Regions from separate parts of the Mus musculus genome. Here all the other regions are linked to region 1. A link is a contact called in public HiChIP or PLAC-seq and promoter capture Hi-C data. All regions are on one chromosome and are shown on one strand. The core of a region is the stretch at or near the end of the contact, and the rest is flanking DNA. Distances in the headings are between cores, read along the strand shown. Region 1 holds the start of Kif13a (kinesin family member 13A). Region 2 holds the start of Phf2 (PHD finger protein 2). Region 3 holds the start of A330033J07Rik (RIKEN cDNA A330033J07 gene).

Region 1 (4,606 bases), core at 612-3,111:
ATACCCAACATTCTAAAATTGCAACTGTTGGAAAGTGCCAGAACAACAATTTAGCATAGGGAAGACACCTTGCTTATTAAAGAGCTCTGGAAGAAGCAGACAAATTTTGAGAATAAGAGGTAATATTCAATAGAGCCAGCCAGAGGGATTTAAAAAAAATACAAGAACATACATAATCAAAGAATAGAATTTTAATTTCCTGGCTGTTGGATACAGGAAAGAGTATATATAGGAAGTAAAGCTAGGGAATTTAGTAAGAGGATGTCTCAGTAATCCAAAGGTGAGAATCGAGCCTCAGGGGCCTGTGAATCCTGTGGAAGAAATAGCTCGGGGCCTCTAGCCAAGAGCCTACAAAACTGTCTGTCGTGTCGTGTGTGTGTGTGTGTGTGTGTGTGTGTGTGTGTGTGTGTGTGTGTGAGAGAGAGAGAGAGAGAGAGAGAGAGAGAGAAATATTTGAAGAGCGGAATGAATGGAGGGACAGAGAAGGCGGGTAGCACTAGGAACCCAGGAGGCAGACTGCTGTATGACCCTCCGAGGTGACCTGAGTTCGTTGGTCGCCAGAATCAAGGTGAGAGAGACTAAGGAACAGCAGCGGAAGCACTGCTTCAAGTCAGGCTTCCTGGGAGCCGGAGGTGTGACTCAGTGGTACAGCGGTAGACCGCATGTGCAAGTCAGTCGCATCACGGGGCACCAGTTGGTGACAGACGGAATCCCTCCTATTTAGACCACCTGCTACACGTGGTTTACCATAATAAGTATCTCTCCTCCCTCAGTGTGGCTTCTGGAGACCAGAGCCAGCGAAGTTGTTCCTGCTTGTGTGTGGTCTCTACAGTACGGCACGCAGTAAGCACCCCATAAAACTCCCCATAAAGCAGTTCGTGAATGAGTGAATTTGGACCTTCATGCCATAGTGAGATTCCCCACCGGATCCAAACTGTTAAGACTTGGAGCACTTTTCAAAAACGCCTTGGCACCACGGAAGCGCCGCCCTCAAGCACTTGTTGAACCAAACAGAGCAAATCCGCTTCCTTCGGTTCCGCCCAGGCTGGGAGGTCTGGCTTTGGCAAAAGCGCGGATCGCGCTGCTGTGCCTTTCTTACGTAAGAGTTAATGAACCCTCCCGGCCATCTAGATCCCTCCCATTACAAGGGCGCAAGGGAAAGAAAATGAGCGCCGTATTTACAAACACACGGTTTTGGTGGTCCATTGCAAATTCATGTCTAGCCTTGGCTCCCCACAAAGAGCTTCCAACACCGCGGCAAAGCTCGGTGTGGGGCGCCGAGGGGCGGTGCGCTGTGGATGTCAGTGGAGGCGGAAGGATAGCGTGGATTAGGCCTGCGCACCCGGCACCCTCTCCAATGCCCCCCAGACCGCCCCAGGGCCCCGGCTGTGAGGGTGACAGCGGCCCCTGAAGGTGACTCGAGCTCCAGGAGGTGTCTGTGACGTCCCCCGCAGGCTCAGGAACAGGGGAAGCCAGGGGCTCCTTCTCCAGGCCCAGCAGCCCGGAGCCCGAACGCCTTTGCAGAGCGTCCCTTCCCGTGTCCCGGCTGCCCTGAGGCCGGAGACGCTCGCCTTTGTAAAGCGCCCCTTCCCGGTCTGCAGCGGCCTTACAGCCCGGGCGCGGCCCCCGGAGCGGAAGATGGCGACGCTGCCCGGCTCCCGGCGGCCGCGAGGGGCCGCGGTGCTGCGCGCTCGGCCCGGCCCGAGCGGCTAGAGCGGCGCTTGGGCCCGCGGCCTCCTCCCGCTGCCGCGCCCCGCCCCGCGCCCGCCCCTCCCCGGGCCCGGCCGTGCCCCGCGTCGCGCTCCCCCGGGATGGCCCGCGCGCCTCGGCGCTGCGTCTCGGAGCTCTCGGCGGAGCGGCGGCGGCCGCGCTCGGGGGGCGCGCGGCTGCTGCTGCGGCGGCGGCGGCGGCGCGGCGCTTGAAGGGGCCGCGTCGGGCGGAGCAGCGCGCCGCCAACATGTCGGATACGAAGGTAAAAGTTGCCGTCCGGGTCCGGCCCATGAACCGAAGAGGTGAGCCGCTCTCCCCAGCTCCTTTTGCATTTCTGCTCCGGCCGAGGGCGGGGGGCAACTTTGCAAACTGCAGGGCGGCCGGGGATCGGGGACACCGGTGTGGCCCGGCGTGGCCCCGGGTGGAGGCGGCGCCCAGGCTCTGGCCGCGGCCACTATGTGCCCGGGGCGCCGTCTCCCTGCCTGCCCGGACTGAGCCACGCGCGCCGGCTGCGGCCGCGGATGCTCCACTTTGCAACATCACCCTGCCCCTGTGCTTTCAGAGCTGGAACTGAACACCAAGTGCGTGGTGGAGATGGAAGGGAACCAGACGGTCCTGCACCCTCCTCCTTCCAACACTAAGCAGGGAGAAAGGTAAATCCCATCCCGGCGGCTCCTGCCAAGTTTGAGCCCGGAAAAACCGAGTGCGCTCTCCCATTGTTAGCAAGGGTGGCTTCAAGTTTGTCCCACGCTCATGCGGAAAGCGGTTGCAAGTGCAGGGTCCCCTCCCCTCCTTGTGCCCATCACTTCTTGTCCCCTCTCATCCAGAGCGATGTCTCCCAGGCAGGGAACCCTGGCCAGAGTCAGCACTCTGGCTTCCAGGCTCCTAGAACGTGAAGGGACCGGATGGAGATGTGTAGCCCAGGCCACATCTTAACACCTAGGAAAGACGTTATCTGAAGCGTGCAAATGACCAATCCAAGGCCTTATTGATGGAGTTCAGCTCCAGCGATTCTTACGTTGTTTGCCCCTTTTCGCAGAACTGCTTAGGATGTTGTATATGAAATGGGGGCTGGGAGCCTAAGAAATCAAACACCCAAGTACAAGGCTAGGGTCATTTAAAATCTGTATGTAGGTTGTTGGAGGTGGTGAGTTGAGATGGTGTCTGAAAGTAATTCGGGAATTTTGATTTTCGAGGAAACAGACAGAGTGCTGATACGGAGCTGTTTAGACACTGGGATGGGGGAATGTTAAAAGGGGCTGCATTTTCTAGATGGCAAGGCATTTGCATTTGAAAAGTCCTGACTGTGGGATCCTTATTAATTCTACTGTGTTCCATGCAATGGTATGGGAAAACGCCCTAAAATAGTGTGAATATTTGGCATTTTTATGGTAAGCCCCTGAGAAGAAATTGGTTGGGATTCATTCGTTATGGCATTGTAGGACCTTATAAAAATAGAAAAGAAAACCGGGATTCCGATTCGGCTTGGAAATGAGTACGAGTTTGACCCTGAAAGTCACCTGTTGGTTGATGAGCTCCATAATGAGTGGATTTTTGCTCTTTAAAGTTTCCCTGAAACCCAATTGTGAGTAGGGTTTGTTACTTTATTGCTAAGCGAGGCAGCTGCTTCCTTCTATAATCATACCCCACTGCAGCCCAGCCTTGCTAATTTTGGGGGTCAGATTGTTATGAGGGATAAGAATGGGGAATTCTTTCCTTTTTGTATTGAGCCCAGAGTGCTCCATTGACTTCGCAAACATTCTGCATTTCCTAGCAGATAGTCACTATAGCAGATTCTTATACTAACTTAATGGCTAAGTTATCTTAAAGATGTGTATAGATCTTTACATACAGTAATGGATGTATCCTTGGACAGTATTTTTGGACATGTTAAAATATTTTACAGTATATGTAGGCATATGGATAATAGTATAAAAGGTATATTTTATGGTGGGCATTAGTAAATTTGTTGAATAAACTAATTAAATAAGTGCCTATGCCATATCACTATTTTATTTGTCTTTCAAAGCTGGATCTTGTCATATTATTTCAGAAGACTATCTCTTTGGCTCTGGTTCGCCAAGGCAGCCTGGGGGGAACAGGTAGACTATTTTAGCTTCTCCTAGGAAGCCAAGGCTTCAGTTTCCCCGGCTTGGTGTTGCTTTTCAACCCCCCCCCCCCGCCCCGTTCTTTTAATACTTTTAACCATATATGTGTTTGTTGTACATGAGTGGGTGTGTCCATTCATTCATCCATTCATCCACTCATTCATTCATTCTGAGCTCCAGGGTATGGAGCCCAGACCGGTAGGCAGGGTAGGCATGTGCTCCCAACCAATGGCATCTGCTCTCCTTGTCACTCTTAAACCCTAGGGAATGCCACTGTTGCCTGCTGTTGAGTGAGGTAAAACCTTGCCATTTGTCTATAGGAAAAGCTTTAGTTTGGTGGGATTTGAAGAGAATTGATAACTCTGGCTAGTCGGTGGTAAACACTAAAATATCACATGGTCGTTCCTTGGGCCGCTGTGTTAGATCCTTTTAAGTGAGGACCCGTGGAATGTGACCTGGACATTTATCCGTTGGCGTGCTGACTCGGGTAGACCCCTATCCGGAGCTGGAAGAATAGGACTGAACTGTGGGGTGCTCTCTGGTTGTGGGCTGACAGATGGAACTCTTCTTCGTGTGATTGACCGGCCCTCTCTGGGTCTGGCCGTGTATTCACTGGCCGTTCGGTTTCCAGACCAGAGAGGAATCAACACAAGGGTGCTCCGTTCAGGTTAGGACGACCGTCTTTGCCAGAAACGAAGACACCAAGTACATTTTGATGTCCACTCTGTAGCTTGGTTTCGTATTTCTTCATGGAACTTCCCCTTAAAGCAACAGTGCATTTAAAAATA
Region 2 (4,606 bases), core at 1,517-4,016, 1.9 Mb before region 1:
CAAGAAAGGGGTCAAATGGCTCTGCTAAGGAGGGGCCAGATGAGAGGGCTCAGCCAGTAAAGTGCTCGCCACTAAGCCTGACAACCTGAGTTCAGTCCCTGGGACCCACAAGGCAGAGGGAACTGACTACTGCTGTTCTGTGACATGAGCACGGTCACACACACACATACCCTAAATAAATACATGGAAAGACAAACTAAACAAACAAGGAAGCCGGCACTTTAGGAATGATTCTGGGTAACTCTGATATTTACAAGCAAGACAACAGAGTTGCCTCTGTATACCTCCGTGGAGGCAGACTTGTCTGTGCCAAGAAGCTGGGGGCTGCTGTGCAGTACCAAAGTCATGGTGTCACTGGAGTGCCTGGATACGAAGCTGATGTGGAGACCACATACCTGTGAGCCATTGCCCCTTATAGGGCCACAGGCTAGCCAATGGGCATGTGAGTGGTGGTGTGGGAACAGGTGTGGCTGCTGAGCTGGAGCTGAGCCCTGAGGAGCGAGGGGGGGGTGGGCAGGAAGCTCCAGTAGAGGGGGCCACCAGACCACACTGCCCCCCACCCCCACCCCCGCTCCGGAGCATCTCTACCTCTTGTTGCTAGCAGGAGCACCTTGTCCCCTCTCCTGGGTCATGTTCTCAGAGGATGACTCATCTGTTCATTCAGCCTTCTCATTCTTTCTCCCATCGCTGACTCAGATCTAAGTCCATCCCTGGTTCTTTCTACTCCAGGATGAACAGGAAAGCCGAGTGCTGGTGTACAGCTGTCAGCATAGAGTAGGTGCTCAATAAACATCTAAGGCTAGGAGGTGGGAGAAGGGATGGAGAAAACAAACAGAAGTTAGGGCCAGAGGCCTGGGGTAGGGTCTGTACTGCTGTATAGCTCAGCAGCTTCGGGAGGGCTCTGAGAATCAGGGTACCTGATCCCCAAGCACAGGGGCAGCTGTAGTGGGCACAGCTGGCTGCCAGAGAGAATGTCAGAAGATAAGGAGAGTAAATGGAGGCACCCAGTGGTCAGTACCCCACCAGAAGGAGAACAGGCTTTCTGGGGGAAAGGTGAGGTGAGAGGAACAGGTTCGGGACTTGGGCAGGGGTGTCCTCTTCCCTTGCTCCCTCTGCCCCCACCTTTGGTAGGCTACTTCCCTTCTGCATTTAACTGCTCTGAGCTTCAGTTTTCACTTCTGCTGAATGACAACTGCACCACCTCTTGGGGAGAGTGCCTTAGGTAACAGGGCAGTGCCTACCCCACCAGGACACATGCCTGGTGACAGGGACAGGGGATTAACAGCTGTTTCTTGCCTTGTAAGGGGAAGGACCATCCAGTACAGAGGAGACCCAAGGGGACAGCTGGAGTTCAGGCAGGTAGCTTGAAATGAATTCATTGTGTACAGGTTGACGGGGTAACCTGTCTGCGCCCCCCGCCCCAATTTCCTATCTCCCCTGCCACATGTGTGCCCTTAGGTTACACAGTGCTTGCCCTGGTTCGGATCCTGATTTGTGGCCCTGGGTTTACCTATTTGGGAAGGGTGGGGGTTGGTTGAGGGCAGATTCCATAACAGGCTATCCTCTGAGTTGCCAGCAATGGAGCTGATTGGCAGCCGCACTCTGGGCAGGGATAACTGGGACTCTGCCTTGTCAAGGTAAGCAGAGGTCTGAAACTCTGGAATGTATCTGCAGAGACTAGCATCTCCACGTATTGTGTGGGGACAGGCAAAGGGGAAGCAGATCTAGCAGACAGCTTTCTTCCTAAATATATGGCCCTGCTCATCAGGGTCGACCTGGGTAGGGGACAGAGAAGGACCCTCATTCATATCTCACCAACCAACCAAACAACCAACCAACCAACCAACAAAAAAGCTCTAAGCAGGACAGGTGAGACCAGGGAGCCAGTTCAGAGCAAGACTGCAGGGGCGAGAGCGACAACATAACCCCTTGTCTTCCCCAGCAGTCCTGTGGCTCAGTTGCGACTCACTGGACTGTCCTCCGCTCCTAAGGTCTGTGGGTCTATGGGTTGTAATAAGGGGTCCTGGGCGGCACCAATCCCAGGTAAGCTGTGTCCTACAACAAACAGTTCACTCTCGGGTCCCCTGACTTTTGCCGGAGCATCGGGAAAGTTCACCGGATCGTACGAGGAAGCAAGGCAGCCCCCAGCTAGAAAGAAGGGGAAGGGGAGGTTATTCAAAAGCCAGCAACTCAGTCGCAGTTCGGGATGGGAGGGAGGCTGCCGGGCCCAGGAAGAGGAGGAAGATCCCCCTGTCCATCCCACTTCGGGGTCAGAAGAAAGTTAAGGCCAAGGAGTTGCTTCTGGCTAAGGCAGGGCTGTGCGAACTGTGTTCACGTAGTCGGGGGCAGGGGGCTCCGCGGCTCGTCTCCCTGGGAGTCCCGGGGCCACCCTCTCCCGCGGGGTGCCCCCGAGCCCGGCTGCTGGCTCCCCCAGGCCCGCGGCCCACCTTCTACCGCGGCCCGCCTTCCCGGCGGCGGGAGCGGGGCCCAGGCCGGCGGGCGGAGGCGGCGCCACCCGGGGCGCTGACGTAGCGGCCGCTCGGCGGCCGGGGGTCCCTTCGGTGGGGCCGCGGCTCCCCGCCCGCCGCCCCCGCGCGTCCATTCGCTTTGTGTCCCGCGCGCGGCCGGGCCCCCCGCGCACTCTCAGCCCTGCGCCCCGCGGCCCGGCGGGCGGCTCCCGGCGCGGCCCCAGCAGCCCGCGCCGGCATTGTGTGGACGCGCCCGGCCGCGAGCGCGCGCGCGGGCCCTGCCGAGCGCCCCCGGCCCCGTCCGCTCCGGCCGCGGCGCCCGCGCCCGCCGCCCCCGCCGCCCTCGCCGCGCGGCCCCCGGCCCGGCCCGGCCCGACCCGGGCAGCGCAGCGGCGGGGCGAGCGGCGGCGCGGCAACATGGCGACGGTGCCCGTGTACTGCGTCTGCCGGCTGCCCTACGACGTTACCCGCTTTATGATCGAGTGCGATGCCTGCAAGGACTGGTTCCACGGCAGGTGAGCGCGCCGCGGCCCGCCCGGCCCACCGAGCCCCGCGCCCTGGTCGCGCGCCCCGGGCCCCGCCGGGCACCGCAGCCGCGTTCGGCCGCCGGGCCGCGCGCCCTTTTGTGCCCAGGGCGGGGGCGTACGGCCGCCGCGCACAAAGCGAGGCCCGTGGCCGGGGCGGGCGAGGGGCGCGGGGAAGTTGGGGCTCCGGCCGCGATGGGGCTGGGACCCGGTCGTCTGACAGCGGGGCCGCAGTGGCCGCGGAGGCCAGGAGCCGGACGAGGCCCAGGCCCGGGGCCCCCGCCGCCAGCCCCCTGCGAAGTTGCAGGAACTTTCCCCGCGCGGGCTCGGGGCGGCCGGGCCGGGAGAGGCGGGCGCGCGGCCCGGCGCGGGTCCCCCGAGAGGCGCGACTGGCGGGCTCCGGAGCTGGCAGGGCTCGGGTGGACCGGGGGAACGGTAGCGAGGTAGCGGCCAGTGCCCCCCGTCTGTGCTGGATCCCGGGAACCCCCTCGGGACTGTGTCCTGGCGGGCAGGACCCCACCGGGGACCCCGCGTGCCTACTGGCTCGGGCCGGCCTGCGGGCCTAGGCGGGAGTGCAGTGACAGACCGACGTGAGTGTCTGTGTGTTGGGGTGGGGGTGTTGTGGCTTGGCCGCTCATTTCCTGGCCTGCTCGGCTCCCCATTTCCCTCCTCTCTGCTTCAGGCAGAGGAACCCCAGTTTTGACATGACCTTATGCTCTTTAAGGAAGATGGGGAGGAGGGAAAGAGGTAAGCTTGGAGATACTAAACCCGCCCTCTGGGCCCTTGCCGGTGGCCATGACCTGGCCTTGTGTCTACTTTTTAAGAGCCTAAGTCCCTTCCTACTTAGAAGTAAGAGGAGGAGAAAGAGGTGATCATCCTGCTTAAACTGCTCCAACAGGTTCTCTTGTGTTTGACTTTGCCTGTGGGATGTGCTTGGGCCTCAAGAGGGCTGGCCTGAAGCTGGACAGGTCTGTCTGTCCCCTGGGTGTGAGTTTTTAACAGCGAGTAGCAGGCTGGAGGGAGAGAACGGTGTGTGGTTCTGGACCGTCCCTGACCTTCCTTCTAGAGAGAAGACCCTTCTGATATCTCACATCCAGGATCTTTAGGGAGTCTTGAAAAAGAGCTGTGGTCTCTGGTCTAGTCATCTTTAAGTGTTGGGAGCTAGGTGGCCAGGATTTGATGGGCCTTCTCACATCTGTAGGCCCTGGGACAGAGGCCCACTCTTGTAGGGCAACCTGGCTGGCCTTACGAGGGGTGGTCCTGTATGGCTCACTGGAATCCCTCGAGTATCTTGTGTTGCCTCCCCCAAATATCTAGGGTTGTGGAGAGCACTCAGAGTTGTGTGACCCCTGGGCTCTGCTCCAAAACAGGGCCACTATAAACAGCCACCAACTGGCATCCATCTCGAAGGGTTTGTGGCCAGATCACAGTGGGTGATAGCCCGGAGGCCTCTCCAAATCCAGAAACGCTGGGAATCTGGACTTGAGTAGCCCTGAGAGTGGTGGCACCCCTTCTTCCTGTCTCAATCCAAGACCTATAGCACCTCTGGTTACCTGTCAGCTGGGCTGCTGCCGAGGCAGAGAAGGGGGTGGGGGGGTGAGATAATGAGTCTTG
Region 3 (4,606 bases), core at 1,163-3,662, 1.3 Mb before region 1:
CCAAATTCTAAATAGACTGGAGACCAGGGAAGGAGATGAGGGGCAAGCCCTGGGGTGGGAGGTGGACAGAATCGCACAGGTTTTATAGAAACCCTCCATGAATTTTTAACCTCGCACTCATTTTGACCCTTTTCGTTGAGTTATCCCCCCTAGCTGACAGCTAGGAACTGTGACATTTCAGATCCCCATAAATATTTGACTTTGACTTCATAAAAAGTCCCTTGGGTCTATAATACTTTTATTCTTGTATAATCTGAAACAAATCCTTTTCCTTTTAAAAATCAAACAGAGCACGTTTACACACAGTTCACTATTTACAAAGCACCCAATTAAATCCCACTTAATTCTCCCACTCTTAAAAATTCCATCTAACTGGTATGTAAAATACCCATTACATTAAATGTGTGATGTTCATAAACCCTGGAGTTCTCAGCTCACCTAGAATATATGATTTTTCCCGGAAGGGAAGAAGGGTCCTTAGTCAATCCTATAGCGTTAAGAAATCACATCAGAAGTCACAGTACAAGACAGATAAATCTACTTTTAATTTTCACATGTAAAAGTTACACATCACATGGAATTGGACAGTAGCTTAGTGGTGACTGACATCGCTATAGTGAAAATCATTTTTTTATAGAAAAATAATCTAGATGTGGTCATCAGAATTTTTGGTCTACTTAAGTTAATATTTGAAGATCGACTTTTATCCCTGCTTGAAGGATTTTCCAGTATGTTTTTTTTTTCTTTTTTTTTTCTCCTACTGATGCCTATTAATATTCTTTGGAGGGAAGAGGGCAGAAAATGTCCGTTTCCAAGAGTTTGTCCTTTGGTAGCAAGCAGAGAACATTTTTCATTTCTATGATTTAAATAATCTGTACAGATATGAAACTTCATGACATTATGCTTTAGTGTAAAATGAAGGGCGAGCATTTTCACTTTGAAAAGACAGCAGTTCTGTAGACTTCTTAAAGGTCCAAGCATTTCTCCATCCTATATGCGAATTCACTCAGAATCTATTTTTGACCTCAGTTCAAAAAGAATAATAATAATAAAAACCCCACACACTTAATTCTTTATATATTACACTATAAAACCCTGTACTTAAAACCCGAGAAGGTAGGTTTTTACCATGTACACGTCAAATACAAAGGTTTCCATCTAGGTTAAAGAAAGCACATTTGAAAGGACTCGTAACTGGTTTATTTTGTGATTGAACACCTCATGCAATCATGCAAGACCAGTACCAGAGAGCTGTTACCTCTGAGCCTCAGAAACTGGATACTGGGCAAAACAAAACAAAAAAACCAAATCAACAGCCTGGCCAAACAGAAAACATCCAGATAGCAAAAGCTCTGCAAGGGAGCTGAAAAATAATTTTCCAAAAGAAATATTCCCATCGATTTTAAAAAAACAGACACATAATATTTACAAAAAATATTTAATTAAAAATATCTTATAATTACAGTAGTCTATTAAAGCGCATATACTTTCTCACACTTATAGAACATCTCTATATATACAGGGTATGAAATGTCACTCACTTATCTATACAATATGTAACATTCTTGCAGAGAAAAAGTTCCCCGCCCTGTTATAATCATCTATTTTAAACAATAGATGTAAAACAACATATCTACAGTGCTCTGGTATATTAGTAAAGCTTCAAAAACAAAAACAGTTCCCTTGTCACAATGTAGCCTCTAAGGTTGGATTCACGATTGCTCTTCTACTTAGCAGTCTGGTCGACAACACTTAAGCTTCGAAGTTTAACTGCACCTTCAAAAGGGTGATAAAAATAACCACAGAAACGTACAATTCACAGCGGTCATAAAAGAAGAAACGAAAGAGAATACGTACGGTGAATGCTCGTGAACGTGCAAAAAAAGTAAAAGTGAATTTAAGTTTTATTTTTCCCCTTCTCTCTCTCTCTCTCTCTCTCTCTTGGAATGACAAGACGAGACGACGTTTCTAGATTTGCTGAAGATTTCCCCCCCTTTCCTCCGGTGGCTTGTTTCTCTTAATTTCTGCTCTGGCCCTCCCTTCCTAGGGCTCCTGGCTCGCTGGTGCTCAGGCGGCCGCACACCTGTGGAAGAGGAATGAATAGAGGGGGTGTGTGAACCTTCTCGCTGCAGACTAACTGGCGCCACCGACCAAACTCAAGACATGCATGATCAACAACCCAAAACAAACCGCCGGGTCAGGCAACACCCGCAGCCCGAAGCTCAGCCAAGTGCCCAGGAGGCAAATGCGGGCTGGGGAAGGCCAATGGACAACGTTCGGGGCGCTCTGCCCACATCCCTCTTTGTGGATGTCAGGCCGCTCAGCTGGGCATGAAGGGGAGGGAGGAGGATTGGGAGATCTTGGGACACTGGGATAGTTTCTACGGTCACGAGGGTGTCCTCTCAGAGGTAGAGGAGACCAGCAGAGCCTGTCGGTCACAGGCAGAGGAACGAGGGCGGCGGGGACCACAGCTGATGAGGCTCCGCAGAGAGTGATCCCCCCCCCCCGAGTTGGAAAGCTAAGTGGACTGTCTCGCTAACTGGGTGGCAGAGAGGTATGGGTGTCCCCGGGGCTTTTACGCTTCGAAATGCTAGGGGACAAAGATCGCAGCAGTGCCTGGCACCGGCAGCCCCTGGGGAGGTGCGAGCATGGTAGCCCACTAACCATTCGGGGACCTGAGCGCTCACCTGGCCATCCATCGCAGCTCAGCGGCAGAGAATGCTGTCACCCTGCTTGTTCACGGCGCCGGCCTGGAACAGCAACCCAACACCAAGGGGAAAAACGGTTAGAGTGCGCATATCACAGTGTCGCCACCACCCAGGAGACGTCCTGGAAAACTAGGCAGGCGAGCAGAGTCCCCACCCGAGCCCGAAGCTGGGGAAGCCTCCTGTGATGCAAGGGACACTCCGGAGACGCAGGGCTCCAAGTCCCAACCGCCCTCGGCTCAGGGACCAGTGGATCACCAAGCCCAGCAGGCGGCTCTCGGTGGAGACGGGAGAAGCGGCTGTCATTCCCTGAGAGGAGCAAGACCACCCGTATCTCGCCGCCCCGCCACCTTTCCCGCGATGCCCAGGGTGCCCCGCCAAGGCTTCTCACCGGGTCAGTGTTGAGCGCGGTGAGTGGGGTCCGCGGCGGCGCGACCGGACAAGCCCCGGCCGGGTGGAGAGGTGGCGCGGGCGGTGGCGGCTGTCTCAGCAAAGCAGGGTGAGTCTCCAGCGCCAGCTGCAGGTCCAGGATGTAGTCGATAACGTGCTGCAGGATCTCCACTTTGCTGACTTTCTTGTTGGGCGGGATGGTAGGCACGAGCCTCCGCAGGCGACTGTAGCAGTCGTTCATATCGCACTGCAGGCACAGCGCCGGCTCATCGGCCGCCGCCTCGGCCGCCTTGCAGCGCGCGGCCGCCGCAGCGGCGGCGGCGGCTGCCGAGCCACCCAGGCTGTGGCCGTGCTCCGCCAGGCAGCGTAGCGCCAGCTCCCCGCCGCCGCAGCCCGACGGCGCCTTGCGGCCCGAGGGGCGCACCGGGCTCACCGCCTTCATCGCGCGCTTCCTGCGCGAGAGGACCGCGACAAGCGGTAGAGCGAGCTCCGGGTCCCCGCCCGCAATTTGCTTTGCTCCCCTCTCCTGCGCGTCCGGCGCTCGCAGCACCCGGCGGCTCCGAGCTCCAGAAATCGACCGGAGAGCTGCTCGGGGTTTTGGAAAGGGTATCTCAGGTTTTTGTTTTTTTGTTTTTTTTCTTTTTTTGTGAGCGACAATCGGCCCGAAGCAAAAGACAAGAAAAATCAAAAGCCCCGGAAAATAAAAAAAGTAGCCCACCCTGGTCCCTGAGCCGTTCCCTTCTGAGCTTCGACTAAGGTGGATCGCCCGGTGACTGCCCCCCCTCAAAGTAACGACTTCCAACCGCGCCTCCCAGCTCAACAGCGTCGCTCGGCTCCGGCACAGCAGTATTTGTAGAGCCGCGCGCCTTGGGGGCGGGGCCAGCGCGCGGGCCGGGTCGCCACAAGAACCGGACGCGGGCGAGCTCGGCGCGCGGGCGGCGGCGCGGAGGGAGGTGGCGAGGGCGGGGCGCCGGGCAACCCGAGGGCGGGGATGGGCGGGGGGTCGGGAGTGACCAGCCAATCAGGAGGACAGTGCCACCTCGGGGAATGACGCTCGGGCCAATGGGAAGGGCACTCCATTCCGTCAACGCTGTGGGAGGGGTGAATCTGAGAAAATGAGAGCCGGGTGGGAGTCGGGCCAGGATGGAGAGTGCCCGAGGGAGGGGAAGAGAGAGAGAAGTTCCTACGAAGAACTAGGGGAATGTGCTGGCTGGAATGCGTTCTCCATGGGCCTAAGCTGCTGAGGGACTCTGAGCCTTGTTTGTGGGTCCCCTGTCACTCTTCAAGGGGGGGAGTTCAGTCCCCAGGCCTTCAGTCCCTAAGATTCCAGTGCTTTCAGAAGGACTCGCTTTCAAGAAGCGAGTTGGTTCATTTGTCCATGTTATCCTCCTTCGGCATCACCATTCATCTTTGCACAATTGCGAAGCCCTTATAATGGAATGAAAACGGGTAGCCTTCCCGTATGTGTGTATGCATATACATGCAGGCTAAAGCTTAGTAAAAGAAAAATA

What was found. Promoter capture Hi-C pulls out the DNA fragments that hold promoters and counts their contacts. HiChIP or PLAC-seq counts read pairs in DNA pulled down with a chosen protein or histone mark.
Region 2: a contact with region 1 is called in a FOXA1 HiChIP or PLAC-seq map of pancreatic cancer cells. The contact joins the promoter of Phf2 here to the promoter of Kif13a in region 1. A contact is called at or near these places in 2 of 39 promoter capture datasets (cranial neural crest and liver) and 1 of 115 datasets of contacts at active chromatin or transcription factors (pancreatic cancer cells).
Region 3: a contact with region 1 is called in a promoter capture Hi-C map of liver, with 2.1 times the contacts expected there. The contact joins the promoter of A330033J07Rik here to the promoter of Kif13a in region 1. A contact is called at or near these places in 2 of 39 promoter capture datasets (hippocampal neurons and liver).

The regions. Positions count from the first base shown.
Region 1 is chr13:46,926,973-46,931,578 of GRCm38.p6, reverse strand. Kif13a (kinesin family member 13A) reads left to right here and starts at 1,861. Exons shown (of 38, transcript NM_010617.2): 1 at 1,861-2,012; 2 at 2,273-2,363. The coding sequence starts at 1,958.
Region 2 is chr13:48,869,045-48,873,650 of GRCm38.p6, reverse strand. Phf2 (PHD finger protein 2) reads left to right here and starts at 2,766. Exons shown (of 22, transcript NM_011078.3): 1 at 2,766-2,983. The coding sequence starts at 2,886. It overlaps Phf2os1 (a long non-coding RNA gene), which reads right to left and starts at 2,700. Exons shown (of 2, transcript XR_003950516.1): 1 at 2,448-2,700; 2 at 1-799.
Region 3 is chr13:48,260,429-48,265,034 of GRCm38.p6, reverse strand. A330033J07Rik (RIKEN cDNA A330033J07 gene) reads left to right here and starts at 2,412. Exons shown (of 3, transcript NR_102303.1): 1 at 2,412-3,115. Id4 (inhibitor of DNA binding 4) reads right to left here and starts at 3,919. Exons shown (of 3, transcript NM_031166.3): 1 at 3,097-3,919; 2 at 2,688-2,750; 3 at 1-2,083. The coding sequence starts at 3,537. The coding sequence ends at 2,706.